Linked DNA regions of Sus scrofa: regions 2 and 3 are each linked to region 1. The links are chromatin contacts, called in public HiChIP or PLAC-seq maps. All regions are on one chromosome and are shown on one strand. Each heading gives the region's core, a stretch centred on a gene start, on an enhancer-like site or on the middle of the called end of the contact. The rest is flanking DNA. Distances are from core to core; before and after follow the strand shown.

Evidence for each region. HiChIP or PLAC-seq counts read pairs in DNA pulled down with a chosen protein or histone mark.
Region 2: an H3K27ac HiChIP or PLAC-seq map of alveolar macrophages shows a contact between it and region 1. The contact joins the promoter of PTGR1 here to the promoter of KIAA0368 in region 1. A contact is called at or near these places in 4 of 47 Hi-C or Micro-C datasets (adipocytes, heart right ventricle, liver and 1 more) and 2 of 2 datasets of contacts at active chromatin or transcription factors (alveolar macrophages and skeletal muscle).
Region 3: an H3K27ac HiChIP or PLAC-seq map of alveolar macrophages shows a contact between it and region 1. The contact joins the promoter of LOC100515643 here to the promoter of KIAA0368 in region 1. A contact is called at or near these places in 1 of 5 promoter capture datasets (liver), 4 of 47 Hi-C or Micro-C datasets (fetal heart ventricle, liver and skeletal muscle) and 2 of 2 datasets of contacts at active chromatin or transcription factors (alveolar macrophages and skeletal muscle).

Annotation. Positions count from the first base shown.
Region 1 is chr1:252,323,255-252,327,083 of Sscrofa11.1, forward strand. KIAA0368 (proteasome-associated protein ECM29 homolog) reads right to left here and starts at 1,814. Exons shown (of 49, transcript XM_021067464.1): 1 at 1,363-1,814. The coding sequence starts at 1,384.
Region 2 is chr1:252,393,369-252,396,750 of Sscrofa11.1, forward strand. PTGR1 (prostaglandin reductase 1) reads right to left here and starts at 2,065. Exons shown (of 10, transcript NM_214385.1): 1 at 2,033-2,065; 2 at 530-645. The coding sequence starts at 635. It overlaps LOC110256066 (a long non-coding RNA gene), which reads left to right and starts at 1,456. Exons shown (of 2, transcript XR_002337285.1): 1 at 1,456-1,597; 2 at 1,741-3,382.
Region 3 is chr1:252,424,802-252,428,156 of Sscrofa11.1, forward strand. It overlaps LOC100515643 (dnaJ homolog subfamily C member 25), which reads left to right and starts at 1,556. Exons shown (of 4, transcript XM_021067479.1): 1 at 1,556-1,975. The coding sequence starts at 1,643.

The DNA.
Region 1 (3,829 bases), core at 564-3,063:
AAGCACCGAGGCGAACCCGAGCGGCAGGCGGGGCGGCCTGCGATTCGGGGTGACCATCGCTCTCCCCGAACGTGGATCGCCGTCCCCTGGAAAACTGCAACATTTAAGGTCAAGTGTGCACTGGCTCTCCTTTCTGAAAGCGCTGTCACCTCGAGGTTTCCCCTGCGGCTAGCGCCACGACGCTCCCTGCCCTGCCGTCCTTCCTGCTCCACCGGAGGGTCACCGCCTATTCTTGACCTTTCCACTGATTTCTAGAGTGTCATCATAAGGCACCTTCTCCCCCTCCCCGAAGCTCCGTTTCTAGAGCTCGCCCAACCTTTGGGACCAGGGGCCAAGGAAGGGTCAGACGGGACGGCAGGCACAGCCCGCCACCCCGAAGCTGCGGTCGCTCCGCCAAACCAGCCCCCGCGGGCAGGGGGCTAGGCTCCCCCCAACCTCCGGGCCGGGGCGGATCGCACACAGAGGTGGCTCCGCCCGGGGCTCCGGTTTCAATTTCGCAACGTGACGGTGCAAACCTGAGGCCTACAAACGCCGCCGCCGGCGGCCGGCGCCCCGCCCGCCCGCCAGGCCCGAGAGCCCCAGTCCCCTGCTTGCCGCGGCCGCCGCCCGCCCGGCCACCCAGCCCGGCGCCCCGGCCCGCTTGCCCGGCCCCGGCCTGGCCCAGCGCAGCGTCGGCTCCGGCTCGCGGCCGCAGGCTCGCGGTGGCACTTACTCAGCTCGTCCTGGGAGGCGGAGGCGGCGGCCGCAGCCATGTTGCGCCGGGGAGGGAGGGAGGGGCCGGAGGGGGAGGGCGCGGACTGGCGGCGCGGGGGGCTCGCCGCTCGCGGTGCGGCAGGGGCCGGGAGCCGCCTCCGGTCGCGCGGCGCGGGCCGCGCTGCGCCCACGAGGCCCGCCTGCCGCCGCCGCCGTCTGCGTCCTTCTCACTGCACGCGTCGCTCTCGCCGACCCCCGCGAGCTCGCGACTCCAGCAATCCCGCAGCCTGGCGCCTCTGCGGAGCCGCGGCCGTCCGTCGGCCGAGTCCCGGTGCGCTCGGCCCGCGCGGCGGCTCTGCGGCTCCGCGCCGCGCTCGCCCAACTCACGCCGGTTTTATATTTAGAAAGAGCTGAGCCATCCTCCCAGCGGCCCCCCCGCCGGGCCCCTCGCGCGCCCGCCCGCCCTCGCTCGCTCGCTCGCGGCTTGTCCTGCCCACCTGCCGCCGCCCGCCCCGCGCGCGGGAGCCGGCCCGCGAGCGCTCCCCGCGCGGACCCGGCACGCGGCGGCCTGCGCGGGCGGCCCGGCCTAGCCGCTGCTCGCCGCCCCCCTACACCCGCGCAGCCTGCGGCGGCCCCGACGCGAGACGGACGCGCGGGCCTCGCTCTGACCTGAGTCCGAGCCGGTCTCCATGCCGGGGATGCTGCGCTCGGCGCCGCGACGTGGGCACCCAAAAGCCTAGCGAACGGCGGGCTCGGCCCCGGGGAGCGGCGCGCCGCAGTCCGTGAGGGGCTCGGCCGAGCTGGCCCGGGCTGCGGCGGCTTGGGGAGGTCCTCAAGGCGGGGCCGGAGCTCTTTTTGTAAAGGTCTGTGGCTGTCACGTTGGCCGGTCCCGACCTGAAGAAACACGCCCGTCCAAAGGAAGAGACGTGGACTAGGAAAAGTAGAGCCGAGTTCGGAGTCGGCGGGAGGAAGCCCCGCCCTGCGCCTCCCGCCGAACTTCTCGGCCCCGCCGCTGACTCAGTCCCGGGCGAGCTCCCGCGCCGCGCTCGGCCCACGACCCCGCGCCCCGAGCTCCTTTTTTAACTTAAAGGCAGTGACAGAGTGTAGGTTTCTGATGTTCTTAGGAACTGGACTACCGAGTGAGCGAAGATCACTAAGCCCTACTAAAAGTTCAAGGAACTAAGATTTTTAAAGTTCAAATGCAAGTAAATATGCTTATATGAAATGTTAAATTTTTATTCTTATCCCGAGGTCCTTTTTGGTAACCCGAGTGATTTATTTTGACTATACTGGTTTTAACTTTATGCCTCAAAGTTTGTCCGTGAGGTCACGTACGTGAAAAACACTTCCAATATGGAATTCAAATTAAGAGGTTGCATAATCGCTGTACTTGAAGTGGCAGTACCTCACAACAAATTAGATACAAGATCAGATACTTTTTCTTTCCTTTTTTTTTTTTTTTTTTTTTTTTTTGGTGTAAGAGGAAAAAATCAAGAGCCTAAATGGATTGAAATTGCATTTATCCCTAAAAGCAGAAATGTATAAAGCTCTCGTTAATGTCTTTAAAAATGAACATGTCATGCCAGATGTAACTTGGGCAAGTTTAAAGTACTTAACACGACATTAAAGACATTTATGTCCTTTATTGTTTTTATTAGAGAAATTATAAAAAATTTCACATGATGCAGAAGATAAAATTAAAAGAGTTCCCTGGTGGCCTTGTAAAAAATTTCACATGATGCAGAAGATAAAATTAAAAGAGAGTTCCTGGTGGCCTTGGATCCAGGGTTGTCACTGCTGGGGCTCCAGTTACTGCTGTGGCAGGTGTTGAACTTCTGCAGTCCACCTGCATGGCCAAAAAAAAGTGAAAGGTCTTCCTCCCACTCCAACCATCCATTCCCCAGAGAAAACTATTTTGTTAACAGGCATAGTGAGTGTATATTCACTGAGGCCTTGTCTCTGTGCAGGTGCATATACAGACCCAAAAATAACTGAGAAGGGGGTTCAGACTCATGATAACATTCTGTATCAGAATTTTCCCCCATAATTATTCCTCCATTAATTCTGAAAATGGCACCACCGCCACTGTTCTTGTTAATGACTTCATAGCACATGAAGTAAACCAATCCCTCTTTTTGAGGACATTTTGATGTTGACACAAAATCAATACACAGTAACTATTTGCCAACAACACAATAAGTAAGTGGAAAAGGAAAGGTCCCCACCTCCCTACCCACCATCCCCTCATCCTACTCTAGAAATCATCCCTGTTAGCAGTTTGGTGCCTGCAACCTTTCCTGACCATTTCCATGGATGTATAATGGCTGCACCACGGCCTAGTTTGAGGAAACTTTGACTTCCCATAACCTCCAACAGAGTCTCCTAAAACCACCCTGCAAAAGTATAGAATCTAAGTTTAAAAAAAAAAGTTAGTTGCAATATTAACTTCCAGAGAAGACCAGTTATCAACTTCTAAATGCCTCCTATATAGAAATTCCAGAGACCTAGACATGCAAATTACATATAGGTATAGACACACAAAATTTGCTTTGACAAAAATGGAATCCTAGTATACATATTATTATGTAACTTGACTTTTTCACCAAACAACGTATCACAGGTGTCTTTCTATATAAGGTAATGATAACAGCTAATACTAATTGTGCCAGGCAATTTCAGGCAAGTGTTTTAGGAAATTCCCTTGTGGCACAGGTGGGTTAAAGATCTGGCATTGCCCCAGCTGTGGTGCAGGCCACAACTGCATTGCAGTTTCCTTCCCTGGCCCAGGAATTTCCACATGCTGCAAGTGAGGCCAAAAAAATAAAAATAAAAAAGTGCTTCACTTGGATAAGTTCATTTAATCCTTACAATAATCTTATAAAGTGGGGATTTTTATTCACAGGATGGTTGAAGGACATATCTAAAGTGCCACAAACCAGGAAGTGGTGAAGTAGGATTTGAACCCAGGCAGTAGGAATCCAGAGTCTGCATTCTTAACTATTATGACCTGTACATACAAAACTACCTTCTTTTAAATGAATGCATGGTAAGTGCATGACAAAATTTAATCATTCCACTACTGATGAGCATTTAGGATTCTACAGGGTTTCCCTCTCTCTCTCTCTCTCTCTCTCTC
Region 2 (3,382 bases), core at 815-3,314, 70 kb after region 1:
GCCTTGAAAAGCTCTCTGTGGCAGACTGCACAAGGACCATAGGTACCACCCACCCCTGGGTGAAGGCCTCTTGGCCATCCTCTCATCAGGAAGTCTGTTGCCACCCCTTGAGTCTGGGCTTGGCTATGTGACTGGCTTTGGTGAACAGCATGCTCGCAGAGATGATACAAGCTTGAAAAGTGTTTGCAAATTGGACTTGCCAATTCCTGCTGCCCTAGACTTATGAAATCACAGCAAAAACAAAGAGCTCCCGCCAGCCTGCTGGAAGGGTCACACAGACGAGAAGTGAGGCACACACCTCAGTAGAAAGCCAGCTAACCACCAGACATGTGAGGGACACTCATCCTGAATTAACCACTTAACCCGGGTAGGACCACCCACTTAATCCCGCCCAAACTGCCACCCCCCCAGAATTGTGAACTAATCGGTGATTGTGGTTTGAAGTCACTGAGTGTGGAGGTAGTGTATTATTCAGCAAAGGCAAACGGATATGGTTTCTTCTAACTTAAATCTTCTGAATCTGACTTACCTCCATTTTTTAAGGGCGGGAGTTCAACTGTCTTCAGTTCAAAGTTGCTAGGAGTAGGGTAGCCTACAAAATGCTTCTTCAGGGTCCAGCTCTTAGCACGAACCATCCTGAAGCTCCTAGAACACAGTAAACGTAGTCAAGCCTCTGAAGGGACTGGATTCTTACAGCTCCCTACGCATTGCACTGAGGGGGGAATGGCAGGCTCTACCCATCATCAACTTCATCATGAACAGTTAACATCCATCACATTTACTTAGTATTCACTGTTTCTATTGATCTGTTAAGCACTTCATACTTATCAACTCCTTCTATCCTCATAACTTCCCTCTAAGACAGCCGTTATTATCATGGTCAGTGTACAGATGAGGAAACAGTGGCTACGTCGGAAATCTCCAACGCAAGGAATAATGTGAACCCACACAAATTCTTCCTAGCCACTGCGAAGGTTTCGTTAGGGCACTGAACAGCTACCTGGCGTGCAAATATTCCACTTCTCTCCTCACATGAAGCGAATTCTAAGGAAAAGCATCAAACACAACCAAATCGAAGTCTATGCACGTCTCTCAGATGGACAGCTTTGCCTTCCGAGGCAAGCCGTCTCAGGAACACATGACAACCACCGGGCGGCGCTGCTGCTCAGGCGCGAGTTCTCTTTGGCACCAAAGGGGAAATCGAGGGTCAGTGTTTAAACTTGCCTGCACACAAGGCCAAGAGACGATGACTCAGGCGGCCCTGAGCTCTCGGGGTAGCACCTCAGGCTTGGACCGATCTCTTCCGCATCACATGGGAGCCGTGCCTTCCCCCAGGGGGAATCGGCTGCAAACGCGCCCGCAGGGGCTGGCCCTTTCTTTCCTTTCCCGCCCAGTGCTCGCGATTGGGGCCAGTGGCAGCCTGGAGGGGACACTTCCGTATTGCAGACACAGCGGTCGGGGTGGTGCGACCCGCAACTGTGCGGGTCCTACTTGTCTCTTTTTCCACAGAAAGACAGCCGCTGCGAATTCTGGACTCACCCAAAGTCCAGAAGCTTCCCTGTAAAGGGCATGGCCGCCGAGGCAGCTGAAGATCCCGGTGAGTCCCCACCCGCCAGAGGAACGGGGCCTGGTGGGATGCCAGGTCCGGGCACACTCGCCTCCAGATCCCACCTCCTCGCCTCGCCCACACCCGTGTCTTAACCGAATTCCGACGCCTTTCTTCTTCCACACCTGTCTCAGGTTTGCAGTCCCGCAAGTTCCTTAGCCAGCCCCCTCCCCCGGGCAGGCAGCTAAGCCGCGCACCCACAACGCTGCCAGGCAATGGCCTTCCCTCTCGCAGCCCTTTCCGATCGCTTCAGGAATCTGCATGGACCAGGAAGCATCAGTCGGGACATCCTGTTTCCAAGTTTCCTCTGAGTGCAAGACGCAGAGTGGCACAGCGTTACGAGAGGGCGAGCAATCTGCAAACGCCGAGCTACAGGGGAGCCTAGAAACGGCAGGGACAAAGGGTGGGGTGTGGAAGTTTACTTACAGGAGTCTGCAGGCTCCACTACCTAAAGCAGGTGGTTGGGACTGCGCCGCAGAGCGTCTGGAGCCGGTGTTTAGGTGGATCCCCGAAGGGGGTGAGGCTTGAGGCTTTCCCCAGGGCGGGGCTTTCTGGAAGGGTGGGGGGAAATGCTGCGTAGGAAAGCCAGCCCTGCCCCTTGCTGCTCAGGCAGGCAGGAGAGAGAGAAAAGGCGGGAAAGGCGGGTCTCCCAGCGGCCCCAGTCAGTCCCAGGCTTCCCACACTGTCAATTATAGACCCCCAACTCTGAGCCCAATCCTGGTCAGTCCTGTAAACGGAGAAATAATGCTAAGACCACAAATGTTACCCTTCTCCATAATCATTCAGTACATTTAGAAGGTTTCTCCCCTGGTTTTCACAAAAATGGAATCATTCCAAAGATAAGACTCAGCACCTTTTTCTTCAGCCTGAACATTCTCAGACCAGGGTTACCTAAACCAGTTGTGTTAACCAGGGTAGGATTCCTTTTTTCCCTTTGCTTGGTTTTCTTTCTTTCTCTCTTTTTTCAGAAGACTAATTTTACTTTTACCCGCTTTTGGTAATATGTGCAATGTTAGAATGCACTTGCATAACATGTAGTTAAGTAAATCAAATAAAGAATCCAGGTCATGAGTTACAGCACACGCTGGAAATTCTGAGAAAGGAGAACACACATTAACAAAAAACACCAGCAAGCTCAAACTCAGGTTTATATGCTGAGTATTTTTAAAGGCTTTAAAAAGCATGCTCAATCAGCATACAGCATTTTCTTCCTTATATAACAGATGTGCTTCTATTTGCTTGTTTACAGCAAAGGGTAAGATTCTGAATTAATTTACTTAGGATTTCAGAAATGCATTCCATGGATTTTGCTTCAATGCTCCTGCCATTGATTCTTCAAATAAGCAAAGTTCAGAGTTTCATCCTTTGAAATTGCTTTTAATCACTAGCAGTTTAAATTGAAAGATAATAAGTAGAAACCTGGCAATTCCTCATATACTGCCTGAACTTAAGTCTCATTTAATATAAGAGTTGGATATACAACAGCAAATTTATCCATTTTCTCTATCCTTAGAGGAGAGGGAAGGAAAATAAGATGAGGCATGGATATAGTTGCAGTGTTTAAGAGCTGAATGGAACAGTGAATCTTTCGTAATGCTCTCAACTCCATAATGAAGAACCACCATGAATCTTAATCAATTTTTTAGTTCATGCTGGATGAAGAATTTAGGTTTCCCTCTTTGTATATCATACTTCATATTCTCCAAGTTACAAAGGTTAAATTACAAAGATAAATTCTCCAAATTACAAAGGTTAAATTACAAAGATAAATTCTAG
Region 3 (3,355 bases), core at 306-2,805, 100 kb after region 1:
TGATAATTTCAAGTTAGGCTACTCTCCTATGTGTTTCTATTGATTCTATATCTCTTAATATGTTATACATTCATGTATATCATATGCATACATACACACACAGTGTAAATATGCTTATATAATATTATATATTTATCTTTACGCTGTTTCATTTTCTCAAAAATTTTGTTTTATAGTTCATTTGCTTGTTTATTGCCTATCATTCTCTCTCTTTTTAAGCCCATGCTCGTGGCATATGGAAGTTCCCAGATTAGGGGCTGAATCGGAGCTGCAGCCGTCGGCCTACACCACAACTCACAGCAACACTGGATTCCTACATCACTGAGCGGGACCAGGAATCAAACCTGCATCCCCAAGAAGACTAGTCGGGTTCATTACCACTGAGCCACAAGGGGGAACTCCTTGTTTATCATTCTCCAGCAGAATATATACTTCCTGAAACCAAGAATCTTGTCTGCCCTGCTCACTACTATATGCCCAGAGCCTACAACGGTGCCTAGCTCATAGTAAAGACTCAGTAAGTATTTACTGAGTGAATGACAGAAACAACACTTTTTATTTTATTTTGATGTCTTTTTGCCATTTCTTGGGCCGCTGCCTTGGCATATGGAGGTTCCCAGGCTAGGGGTCGAATCGGAGCTGTAGCTGCCATCCCACGCCAGAGCCACAGCAACGTGGGATCAGAGCCGCGTCTGCGACCTACACCACAGCTCACGGCAACGCCGGATCGTTAACCCACTGAGCAAGAGCAGGGATCGAAACCGCAACCTCATGGTTCCTAGTCGGATTCGTTAACCACTGCACCACAATGGGAACTCCAGAAACAACCCTTTTTAAAGCAAAGTTCTTGTGCTACACAGTCCATGCAATATTTGGGTATAGTACACTAGAAATTTGTTTATTTGAGATACAAATTTAACTGAGCAACCACTATTTGTTTCTGGCAGCCCTACCCCCAGAATACATTTGAGAATACCTGGAGACATTTTTGATTGTCACGACTCGGGTGGTACAACTGGGATTTGGTCTGTAGTGTCCACGATGCTGCTAAACATCTTCCAATGCATGGGACAGGCCTTGCAAGGCAAAGAATTATCCAGTCCAAATGTCATAATGTGGAGTCTGAGAAACCCGGCAGTAAATGGCCATGAACTTTAAGGCAGGATAGCGACTGGAATCTCTAAGTTCAGCTTCCTTTTGAAAAGGCAGAGTGGGGTTAGTGAGGAGACCTTGGGTACACATCTTGACATCCAGATGGCAAGAGAGCCGGACGACCAATTTCAGCAGGTGAAGTCAGGATGCCTAAAAGACTGGTGGGAAGGGCACTGTGGACAGTAAAGCGCTCTGCACACACTGGTTAAGTGCACGTCAGACACTGACATCCTTACGGTCTCTCCAACTGAGAACAAATCCTCAAGCCACTGGGACTAGGAGCGCGGTCAAAGACACCGGAAGCTGGCGGGGGCCTGAAGCGTCCGGCTCCCCTGGCCACAGTCGTAAAGGAAGTGGTTGCGGCAGCCGCGTCCCGTGCGCCTGCGCGTAAGCTCCGCCTGCTGACGTGGAGCTGGGCCCGGAGGCAGAGCCGGGCGCGCCGCCGAGTGCGGGAGTGCGGCTGGGGCACTGCAGCCACGGCCGAGCCGGGATGGCGGGGCCGCTAGCTCTGCGCCGGGGAGTCCGGGCTGCCGGCCGGCGCTGGTTGGTGCTGCTGCCGCCCATGCTGCTGGCGCTGCTGCTGGCGCGGCCCGCGGGGGCCCTGGTGGAGGGTCTCTACTGCGGCACGCGGGACTGCTACGAGGTCCTGGGCGTCAGCCGCACGGCGGGCAAGGCGGAGATCGCGCGGGCCTACCGCCAGCTGGCCCGGCGCTACCACCCGGACCGCTACCGGCCGGAGCCAGGCGACGAGGGCCCCGGATGGATGCCCCAGAGCCCGGAGGAGGCCTTCTTGCTGGTGGCCACCGCCTACGAGACTCTCAAGGTGAGGTTGCGAGAGCGAGGTTTCCTGTGACTCCGGCGCGGGGCGCGGCCACCTCACCACCGATAGGATGCTGCGTGACAGCCCATTCGGCCCATTAACAAAGATGGGAGCCTTGTTGGTCTTGGGGGGACATCCAGCCCTCTCCTTTTTGTGACAGTCTTTTGTTATGCAAAGCTTTGGACTCTTAGGATTTAGTGAAAGCATTTTAATAACGTGCAGCTCACACCCGGAAAGCAGGGTGATTGTTGTACCAGGATCTGTGATAGATCACAGGAAAGGTCTCCAGTGACAATGCGATCACGCCAATTGGACATAACCAATTGGGTTGGTTCGAGATGGGTTTAATTGTGACATTTCGCTTGGGTCTAAGGTTACAAAAATACTAAGAACATCGCATGTTTGGATGCTTGACTCTTGGCTCTGACACCCCTGTATGACTTTGGGTAGTGACTTCGTATGTCAGAGTACCTGTTTCTTCATATGAACAATTAAGGCTATGATACCTGCTTGTGGGCTTGTTGTGAGAATTAAATAATAAATGAGAACCCCCCCCCCCCCCGTATAGGGCCTGCCAGTAGGTGCTTAATGACTTGTGTTTTAAGACTCTGAGAATTCCTAGGGGGAAACGGTTTGAATATCTGTGTAGTCATTTGACAAATGTTTTATTGAGTCTATGGGGATAGGGAGATTTAGCCAGATCCTGTTTTCTCCTACTACTGTGAAGATGAAACCATAAGAAGTCAGAGTATAAATCATATTTGGTGTAAGTGTTACTGCCTCAAGGGCTCCATCATGGCAATGCAACAGCAGTTGCAGTCGTAGGGTATTTTTTTTCCAACCTTTCAATTTCCCTTTTTGAGGTAGAGTTTTCCTTCTTGCTGTATTGTCTCCTTTTAATGACTGCTTTGAGTGGGTATACTATAATTTAACCATGGATTATTTTTCTAGGTTAGATTTCCAGACCTGAAAATACTGAGTCAGGGAGTTAGTTAATGGCTCTTCCTTCTTGCTTTCCAGAACAGTTTGGATAATATGGAGTCATAAAACTTACTAAGTTCTTACCAGCATTGGTGAGATTTTAATTTTTATTGGTGATTAACTGAGCAATGCGTGGGAGGCTGGGAAAGTGCTGAGGCCAGAGAGCTTAGTCGTCTGTTGTTTAGGATAAAGAGGGATTGAGGAAGGACTTCAGAAAAATGGGAAAGACCCTCTTTATCAGGGCAGCCCAGCATCCAAGGCTCCAGTCTCTATTTTTCTGCAGTGAACAAAGATAGTAGTTCAGACAAGCAGCCAGAAGGCCTCCCTCTGGTCTTCTAAAGCCCTGGAGGGAGCACTGGGCACGTGGAGAACTTTCAGAAGAGAGGCAGCAGGAACGCTGAC